Linked DNA regions of Mus musculus: region 2 is linked to region 1. A link is a contact called in public HiChIP or PLAC-seq data. All regions are on one chromosome and are shown on one strand. The core of a region is the stretch at or near the end of the contact, and the rest is flanking DNA. Distances in the headings are between cores, read along the strand shown. Region 1 overlaps Wdr25 (WD repeat domain 25). Region 2 has its middle 16 kb from the start of Dlk1.

What was found. HiChIP or PLAC-seq counts read pairs in DNA pulled down with a chosen protein or histone mark.
Region 2: an H3K27ac HiChIP or PLAC-seq map of T-cell acute lymphoblastic leukemia shows a contact between it and region 1, with 4 times the contacts expected there. The contact joins two enhancer-like sites. A contact is called at or near these places in 2 of 39 promoter capture datasets (the C10 cell line and hippocampal neurons), 1 of 15 datasets of contacts at CTCF or cohesin (the NIH/3T3 cell line), 1 of 484 Hi-C or Micro-C datasets (the N1E-115 cell line) and 7 of 115 datasets of contacts at active chromatin or transcription factors (T-cell acute lymphoblastic leukemia, craniofacial prominence, embryonic basal ganglia and 4 more).

What each region holds. Positions count from the first base shown.
Region 1 is chr12:108,929,610-108,933,282 of GRCm38.p6, reverse strand. All of the region lies in intron 2 of Wdr25 (WD repeat domain 25), which reads right to left. Among named protein-coding and RNA genes, the nearest start is that of Wdr25, 37 kb to the right of the region's middle. Within about 2 kb of position 2,027, at least 27 of the 459 cell types and tissues checked have an H3K27ac peak or open chromatin away from gene starts, as enhancers often do. A contact at or near this core is called in T-cell acute lymphoblastic leukemia, where this site is marked.
Region 2 is chr12:109,435,502-109,439,666 of GRCm38.p6, reverse strand. No RefSeq gene overlaps it. Among named protein-coding and RNA genes, the nearest start is that of Dlk1, 16 kb to the left of the region's middle. Within about 2 kb of position 1,651, at least 78 of the 459 cell types and tissues checked have an H3K27ac peak or open chromatin away from gene starts, as enhancers often do. A contact at or near this core is called in T-cell acute lymphoblastic leukemia, where this site is marked.

The DNA.
Region 1 (3,673 bases), core at 778-3,277:
GCAAGCACTGCAGGTACAACTATAGACTGACACCAGGCAAGCACTACAGGTACAGCTATAGACTGACACCAGGCAAGCACTGCAGGTACAACTATAGACTGACACCAGGCAAGCACTGCAGGTACAACTATAGACTGACACCAGGCAAGCACTACAGGTACAGCTATAGACTGACACCAGGCAAGCACTACAGGTACAGCTATAGACTGACACCAGGCAAGCACTGCAGGTACAGCTATAGACTGACACCAGGCAAGCACTGCAGCACAGTTTATTCCCAGGTTCAGACCCACAATCCAGGGGAATACAGTATTTTTTTTTAAATGATCCTAGAGAGACTTCAGAGCATAAGCTGGTATATGCAAAATCCTTTAGCTTCCCATTATTTCAAATATGCACATCCTTGAACAATTAGCTCAAGAAGAGAATCTAAGCATATGCTGTGGCCTTTAGCACTGAGGCTAGGCCAGGGCCACGGACTGCCTTGGGGCACAGCACAAGGCTCATTTGAGAGATGTGGACATGTCCACAGCCCTATCCACGATCCTCTTCCAGCTATGGAGACAGCTCTTGACATTGTTGTCTGAAATTACATGTCAAAATTACTACATTAATGCGAACAGCTACAAAACTATACCTCACTTCTAAATGAAAACACCAGGCTGACAAACCTTCCAGCAGATACAAGACTGTTAATGTGGTAAAGACTATTATGTTTCTAAAGACATTACCATAGCCCCCACCCTTTCAGCAAGGAGAGATGCTGAACTATATTGGAAACCTCTGTGAATTGCCTAATTATAGTTAATAAGGTCATCATCTTTCCAATGAAATGGCCTTTTTGTTTTCCAACAGAGCCCTCAACAATTCTAAAAGCTCCATTTGAAGGCTCCCCAAGAAGACTATCACATTACAGGGCAGGCAGTGGCAGAGGGGAGTGAGGCATGAAGGAGAGGGAAGAGGACACTCTCATAGGGTCAGCAGAGCAAGGCAGGATCCTGGGTGAGAGAACAGAAGGGGAAGGAGGCAGTGAGACTCCCAAGAGGCGGGGGGGGGGGGGGGAGGGGGGGCACCATGGGCCATCTGAGCGTGACAAACGTGCCTTGGCATTTGGCTGTGCCTAATGCTCTGGCAGTGAAGACTTTTATATTTATTTTTCACTTTTAATAGTTGCACAGAAGGCAGAAAGGCCAACTCTGGGGTGCCAATGTGTGAAGTACAAAGTTGCAAGCAGTGTGAAGGAAAAAAACAAGAAGCCAAAAATGATGTTTGAGTAAACAGGTCCATGCTGGGAGTCAGGGGGAAATGAGTCCACATGACAAGCCTGTCCACAGTAAGATGATGGAGGCAGATGACAGGAGAGCCAGGAAGAGCAAAGGTCGGCAGAACCACCTTCCTGCCTCTGTGCATAGCTGCAGCCCCACTGAGCAGCCCCACGGTGAGTGAGAGCAAGCTCACCAGCTCAGGCCAGCCCTACAAGGCACACAACCGGGAAAGGCTCAGCCTCTAGAGCCCCCATCCGCGAGAGGAGGAGCACGTCCAGCAGTGCTCCCCAGAGGGGGAAGGTGGCCCACCTGAGCTTACTGTCAAAGCAAGAGTCAAGCGGGAGACTCCAAAGAGCAATAAGCCAACAGTTCATGCCATCAAGGGGGTTGGTTTCCCTTGAAGTAGACTGGCCCTACACCTGGACATTACACAACTTCTGCAGGCTGAAACAGTTGTCTCCAATACATGTGACATAACAACCCACCAAGGAACTCCCCAGGTTCAGCTGCTTCCTCACACCTCCACCCTGGGCCAGTGTGGGCACAAGACTTGGCAAAGGATACAAACAGAATCTACCATGACTGATTATGGGAACAGTGGCCACATAATCACCATGTGGCACCTGCTGCTCACTGGGGTACACAAAGCACCTCACTGGTGCTTACTCTGATTGTCTAAAACATACTTCCTACACAGGAGCAGCAAACTGCTGTGAGGAACAGACACACTCAAGAAGACTGTAAGTCAGTGACTCACAGCCGGGGAGTGGCTACACAGCATGTGTCCATCTACGAGGGTGGGAACACACCCCCACCCCCTTCTGTCTCCTGCCCCTGGGCCTGCTATCTGGTAGAATGCTCATCAGAGCAGCAGGGTAGTGGGGAGGTGGTAACACAGCCAGCTGTGCTTGGTAGTTCACAGGCACTGTCAGGAACTATGTGGCATTTGAACTAACCCTGCAAGCAAACTGACAAGGCTGGACTGGCAGAGAGCGCCAAAACACTTTGCCAGAGACACTAGACTCCTGGAGCAGAGAGAAAAGCAGCAGTCAGAAAACACTCCCTAGATTTCACAGGTGATGAGATGAAGGCCAGGTGGAACCTGAATACGCCTTAGGATGCATCATGGGAAGGGTTTGAACACTGGGAAGATCCAACTGCACATGACTGCAACCTCTGGACTGAGGGAAGTCACCATCTTCATTGACTCAGGGTGCAAATGAATGGAGACACTATCTTCATTGTCTAAGCTGCTGGATATACACACATACTGGAAGGCATGTCAGGGCAAACAGGCTGTTCTTGCCTTTGATCAGGGGTTGGTAGGAGGGGCTCACGTTGAGGGGTGGTTTGTGGACAGGATTGCCCATAGCTGCTGATGGATTGAAGGCTATGGGTGGAATATGAACCTTGACACATCACATCTTGCCCATAGCTCATAGCATCTCATTCTCAGTTACTGAAGCCAGAACATTAGCCTCCATTCCATCAGCAGAGCCCCTCATATATGAAGCGGAGCACGCAACTACCACACAACCTACAGCAGCTCCATTCCTGGATGTGAGCCCAAGAAAAACAGAATTTGTCCACATACATGGTCATAAAAGTATGATCTGTGATTGCCCCAGATTGGAAACAAAGAAGCTGCCCATCAACAAAAGAATGGATGGCAAGTCACAGTACTTTCATGCAATAGAACACTATTCAGCAATGAAAAGGAATTTAGGGCCAGTGAGATGACTCAGCAGGTAAAGGTCCTGGCTGCAAACCTCACAACCTGAGTTTGACACCTAGAACACAGAATGGGAGAACCAACCCTAGAAAGCTAAAAGTTGTCCTCTGACCCTAGTCATGTGCATGTGCAAACACACACACACACTCCACATGTGTTTGTGTGAATAAATATGATAAAAATCTAAAGGAGTATATGATGAACATTATAGATGAATCTCATAAGTATTTTATTACAAGGAAGAAATCTGGGCTGAGCACGGTGGCTCATGCATGGGCACGGTGGCTCATGGGTTTGGTGGCTCACAGGCTTGGTGGCTCATGGGCTTGGTGGCTCATGCATGGGCATGGTGGCTCATGGGCATGGTGGCTCATGCATGGGCACAGTAGCTCATGCATGGGCACAGTGGCTCATGCACATAGTCCCGGATGAATTCAAAGCTTCCTGTACTATATAGTAAGCTCTAAGGCAGCTTGGGCTAACAGCCATACCCTGTCTAGAAGATGCAAGGGGAGTGAGAAGGGTGTGAAGTGGGAGGAGGGAAGGAGAGGAGAGGGAAGGAGGGAGGAAGGGAATGGGGGAGGAAAAGGGGAAGGAAGAACTACATGTTGGCTGGTTCCATTTATGGAAAATACTACAACAGCTGTGTATTCCCGGGGCTGGTGCTGAAAGGAAG
Region 2 (4,165 bases), core at 402-2,901, 510 kb before region 1:
ACACTGAGAGGCTCATGTCCCATGTGGCCACTTGCCTCCGCCCCAGAATTCAATCCCTGTTGTTTACTTGTTCACTTCTGCCACTTGTCAGGACACAAGTGTGTCCTGTAGAGTCTGGCCTGGACAAAAGATCCCAACAAGTTCCAGCTTGGCCGTTTATGCAGAGCCTAGAGAAGAATAGAGCTCATTTGGCATGCTCGCTGGTAAAGCCACTGCTCAGCACTGGGAATGCCACTGGCAAGTCTGGAAGGCTCTAAAGAGTGTCTGAACTGATAGCCTGAGTGTGGACTTCAGCTCCCATATTGGAGGAAGAAACAAGAGTTTTGAAAAGAGGATCGTGTCTAGAGTTTCATGTCTCAGAGCTAAGGAAACATAGATAGACACTAGCACGCTGGACACCCTTCTTGGCCCCTCTCTAACCTTGTTACTGGGCCTTTGAAGTGGGAGCAACGTGGAGCAGACCTTGTAAGCACATTCTAGTCTGCTACATGCCTAGTGGAAGGAAAATGTATGCGGGGAAGAACAGGCCACAACAACTGAAGTAGAGTCCCCAGCCCTGGGCAACAGCCCCGAGACGGACAGAGTACGCAGGTCAGGTCAGACTGTGTGAGCTACTCTAGCTGGGCCCCAGGAGAGCCACTAGGCCCCAGCAGGGCCTTTGGAAGACATCCCAGTGGAGGTAGAGATGGGCCTTGATAGGTTCAAAGGAGTGTGCCAATTCAGGGGAGGGGGAGGTCTTCCCGGCAACAGGAGGAAGCCCAGCCAGGGCAGGCCAGGCACCCGGGCGCCTGGCTATTTTGGGAGCTGAGTCTCAGAAGAGTGAGGGGAGCAGCTGTCCCTAAGGAGGTGAAGCTTGGAGGGGTCCCCAACATGACCTTACTGGGCATTGCCACAGGAAAAGCTCAGGCAGGTTCCAAGAAGTGAAGCTACAAGGTCAGAGCCTTAAGAAGCCCCAGCGGTCACCGTGGCAGCCATGGTGGAAGAAGGGCATGGCGACAGCTGAAAGGCCAAGGGGCAGAGATGGGGTAGAGGAAGAGGAGTGGGGTGCTGTGGGGCGTGGCTGGAGTAGGGAAGATAGAGGAGAGACACAGAAGTAGAAGTTTAAAGGCAGTTCTCCTCCTTAGCAAGTCCCCCTCCCACTCCTGCGTCTGTTCCGTTTAACACAGACAGGGAAAATACATTCACATATCCCCAAGATGAGTAGTGGTAAGATTTAAAAAAAAAAAGAAAGAAAGAAAGAAAGAAAGAAAGAAAGAAAGAAAGAAAGAAAGAAAGAAAGAAAGAAAGAAAGGCTCCAGACAGAACAGTGTGTATATAATGAACTCATTTATGTAGTGTGAAAGGGAACGTACCAGATCCACTTTTCTATGTATATGTTTACACAGACATAGATGTTTCAGGAAGATCACACAAGAAACTGTTACTGCATTCACCTCTGCTGAGTGGGCGGGGACTGGGGTGGAAGGAGGATTCACTCCTTAAAGTGTCGTGCGGAAGAGAGTCAGTGTTACTCTTTAAACCACTTCTAAAAGAAAAAGAAACAGAGTGGGGGAGATGGCGGCATCTGGCTTATATCCATACATGGCCGGATGTGGTTATCTGGAAGGCAGTGCAGGCCTGAAGGCCCCAGAAGGCTCGCCCTACTCCCCCTTTGCGTGCCTCAACTTTTCTACCACCCTGGGTCCCGCTGGCTCCCCGGGCAGCACACCTGCCCCGCCTAGCGCCCCTGCTCTCGGCGAGCTGGCTGCGCCCCCTGCCGGCGGGTCTCCTGGCCTCGCCTCGCCAACGTGGAGGAGGAAGAGGGCTGGAAGGCGCCTACTCTGCAGCAGTTACCAGTTCATCCCCGGGATGTCTGCATTTCCTCAGAGAGTGGCTCCTGTAGGGAACAGATAAGAGGAGAGCCGTTGTGAATGAATGCAGGCAAGGGGAGCCTATTCATTATCGTTTTCAGCCTAATGAAGCCCTCTGAAGGTTCTCTTCAGAGTGATAAATCCCTCCAGGGCCCCAGTCCTTCCAGTCACGAAGCCACAGGCTTGTCATAACTCATGTCCCAGGAACCATACTGCTTGTTCCAAACTTCCTCAATACAGGCTGCTCAGGAGGCCCAAGAGGAAGACCGATAACAAATTTTTGGAAGCACAGACGTTCCCAGGCATTGATTGTCCAGGCATTCTGACGGATAGTTCTGGGGGTTCACTCCTCCCCGTGGCCCAATCCTATCAGCCTTGGCAGTGTGGGGGCCGGGCAGAGGAAGCTGGCAGAGTCAGCTGTGTATGAGGAGAGGGGACCCAAAGACAGCCAGGAGTCTGTAACTGTGGTAATGGGCCGTCTAAAACGTGGGGGATGTGAGAGGGGTCCTTGTTCTCCCGAGCAAGGTATTTTTTTTGGGCAGTCATATGGGGTGGAAGGTGCCTCAAGCCTGCAGAGTTCCTCCCTCCCCAACTAGGCCCCCTGCCTTCCAGTCACTGCTCCTGACGTCCGTTCCCAGCAAACGCAGCCAGGTGGCTGGATGCTCTCACCCCTCATGGGAGCAGAACAGACAGCTACGTGAGACACAGTCCAGACTACGGCCTGTTCCATACAGTTTCCCATCCGTACAGCCAGGCTTGGCCAAATGGCTCCCTGGTGTCAGGGCGGTGAAGGTCTTCTACATCCCCTCAGCAGGAGGGGCGCACAGAAGAGGCCCGTTCAGGGGTGTGTGAGGATGCGGAAGGGAGCCAGAGGCCCAGGCAGGGGCTGTTTCTCTGTGTGAACATGGAAAGAACGAAGCCCTGCTTCCTCCAGTGGCTTCTTCACCCACACTGCCCACCCCGATGTGTGAAGGACAGTCTCACTTTGCTCAGCTCTTGTGGTAACATCGTTCCCAGACCTTTGTCCTTCCCTATACAAACATAAAGCTCTCCCTAATGTGGTTCTCTGAAGGCCAGCGCCACTTTCACACAGACTCTGCGGTGACACGGATCTGAGACCTTTGGCCCTTCCTTGTACAAACAAGGGCCTTTTCCCAGAGTGGTCCTCTGTCCCGTCCACCCCCAATTAGGGAACGTGGGATGTACATCGGTCTCAGCCTGCCGTGGGGCTACTTTGAACAGGACAGAAGAGATATTTTGGGCTCTCCCCTTCCTGGAAGCCTGGTCCTGGCTGCCACCCCAGGGGGATATATGAGAAGAGTCCCGAGAGGTGTGGAAAGGGCGGGGCGGGGCAAGGCAGGGACTGCTCCAGCCTAGGACTGGTAGTGCCACCCAGAGGCCTGGGCCAGTAACTGACCTGTGGGAATCTGGGGGGAGGGGTGTCTCTGGGCCAGGTGTGGTTGTGGAGAACAGGACAGAGAAGGATCCTGAGTCTCTCTTTATGTCTTCTGCTGCTGCAGCCATATCTACAAAGCCCGGAGATGATCCCTTCTATTTCCCGTGCGTGGCCCTCTGGGTCCAGCATAGGGGCAGAAGGGAGCGTGTGAAGGCTGGGGGTTGCCTTTGAGTGGAGACTGAGTGCTCTGGCCAGGGAGTTTGCCTTTCAGCTGGGATTTGGAGACAGAGTGAGAATTTAAAATGAGAAGTAACTGGTTGGCTTTGCTGCTGTTGTGCTATTTAAAGAAAAATCAGAGAGGGCAGAAGACTGAGAGACGAGAAAATCACACACTGGGACCCTTCAAGAGTTGGCCTCCTTGGGATCAGAGGACTGTGGCTGCAGTCTGGCACTGGGCCATCCCACAGCTCTCTGGGAGGACCTTCCCTGTGACTTCCCAGATGCCCAACTGTGGACCACCTCAGAGCCCAGACTGAGTGGGGTTGGCCTTTTATTCGAGACATGTGGGACTTAAAATTATATTTTATTTTTGTCTTTAAAAAGACTTATGAGCCAGGCGTGGTGGTGCACACCTTTAATCCCAGCACTCGGGAGGCAGAGGCAGGAGGATTTCTGAGTTCGAAGCCAGCCTGGCCTACAGAGTGAGTCCCAGGACAGCCAAGGTTACATAGAGAAACCCTGTCTTGAAAAACCAAAAAAAAAAAAAAAAAAAAAGAAAAGGACATATTTTATGTATATGAGTACACTGTACACTGTAGCTGTCTTCAGACACACCAGAAGAGAGCATGAGATTCCATTATAGATGGTTGTGAGCCACCATGTGGTAGCTGGGATTTGAACTCTGGACCTCTGGAAGACC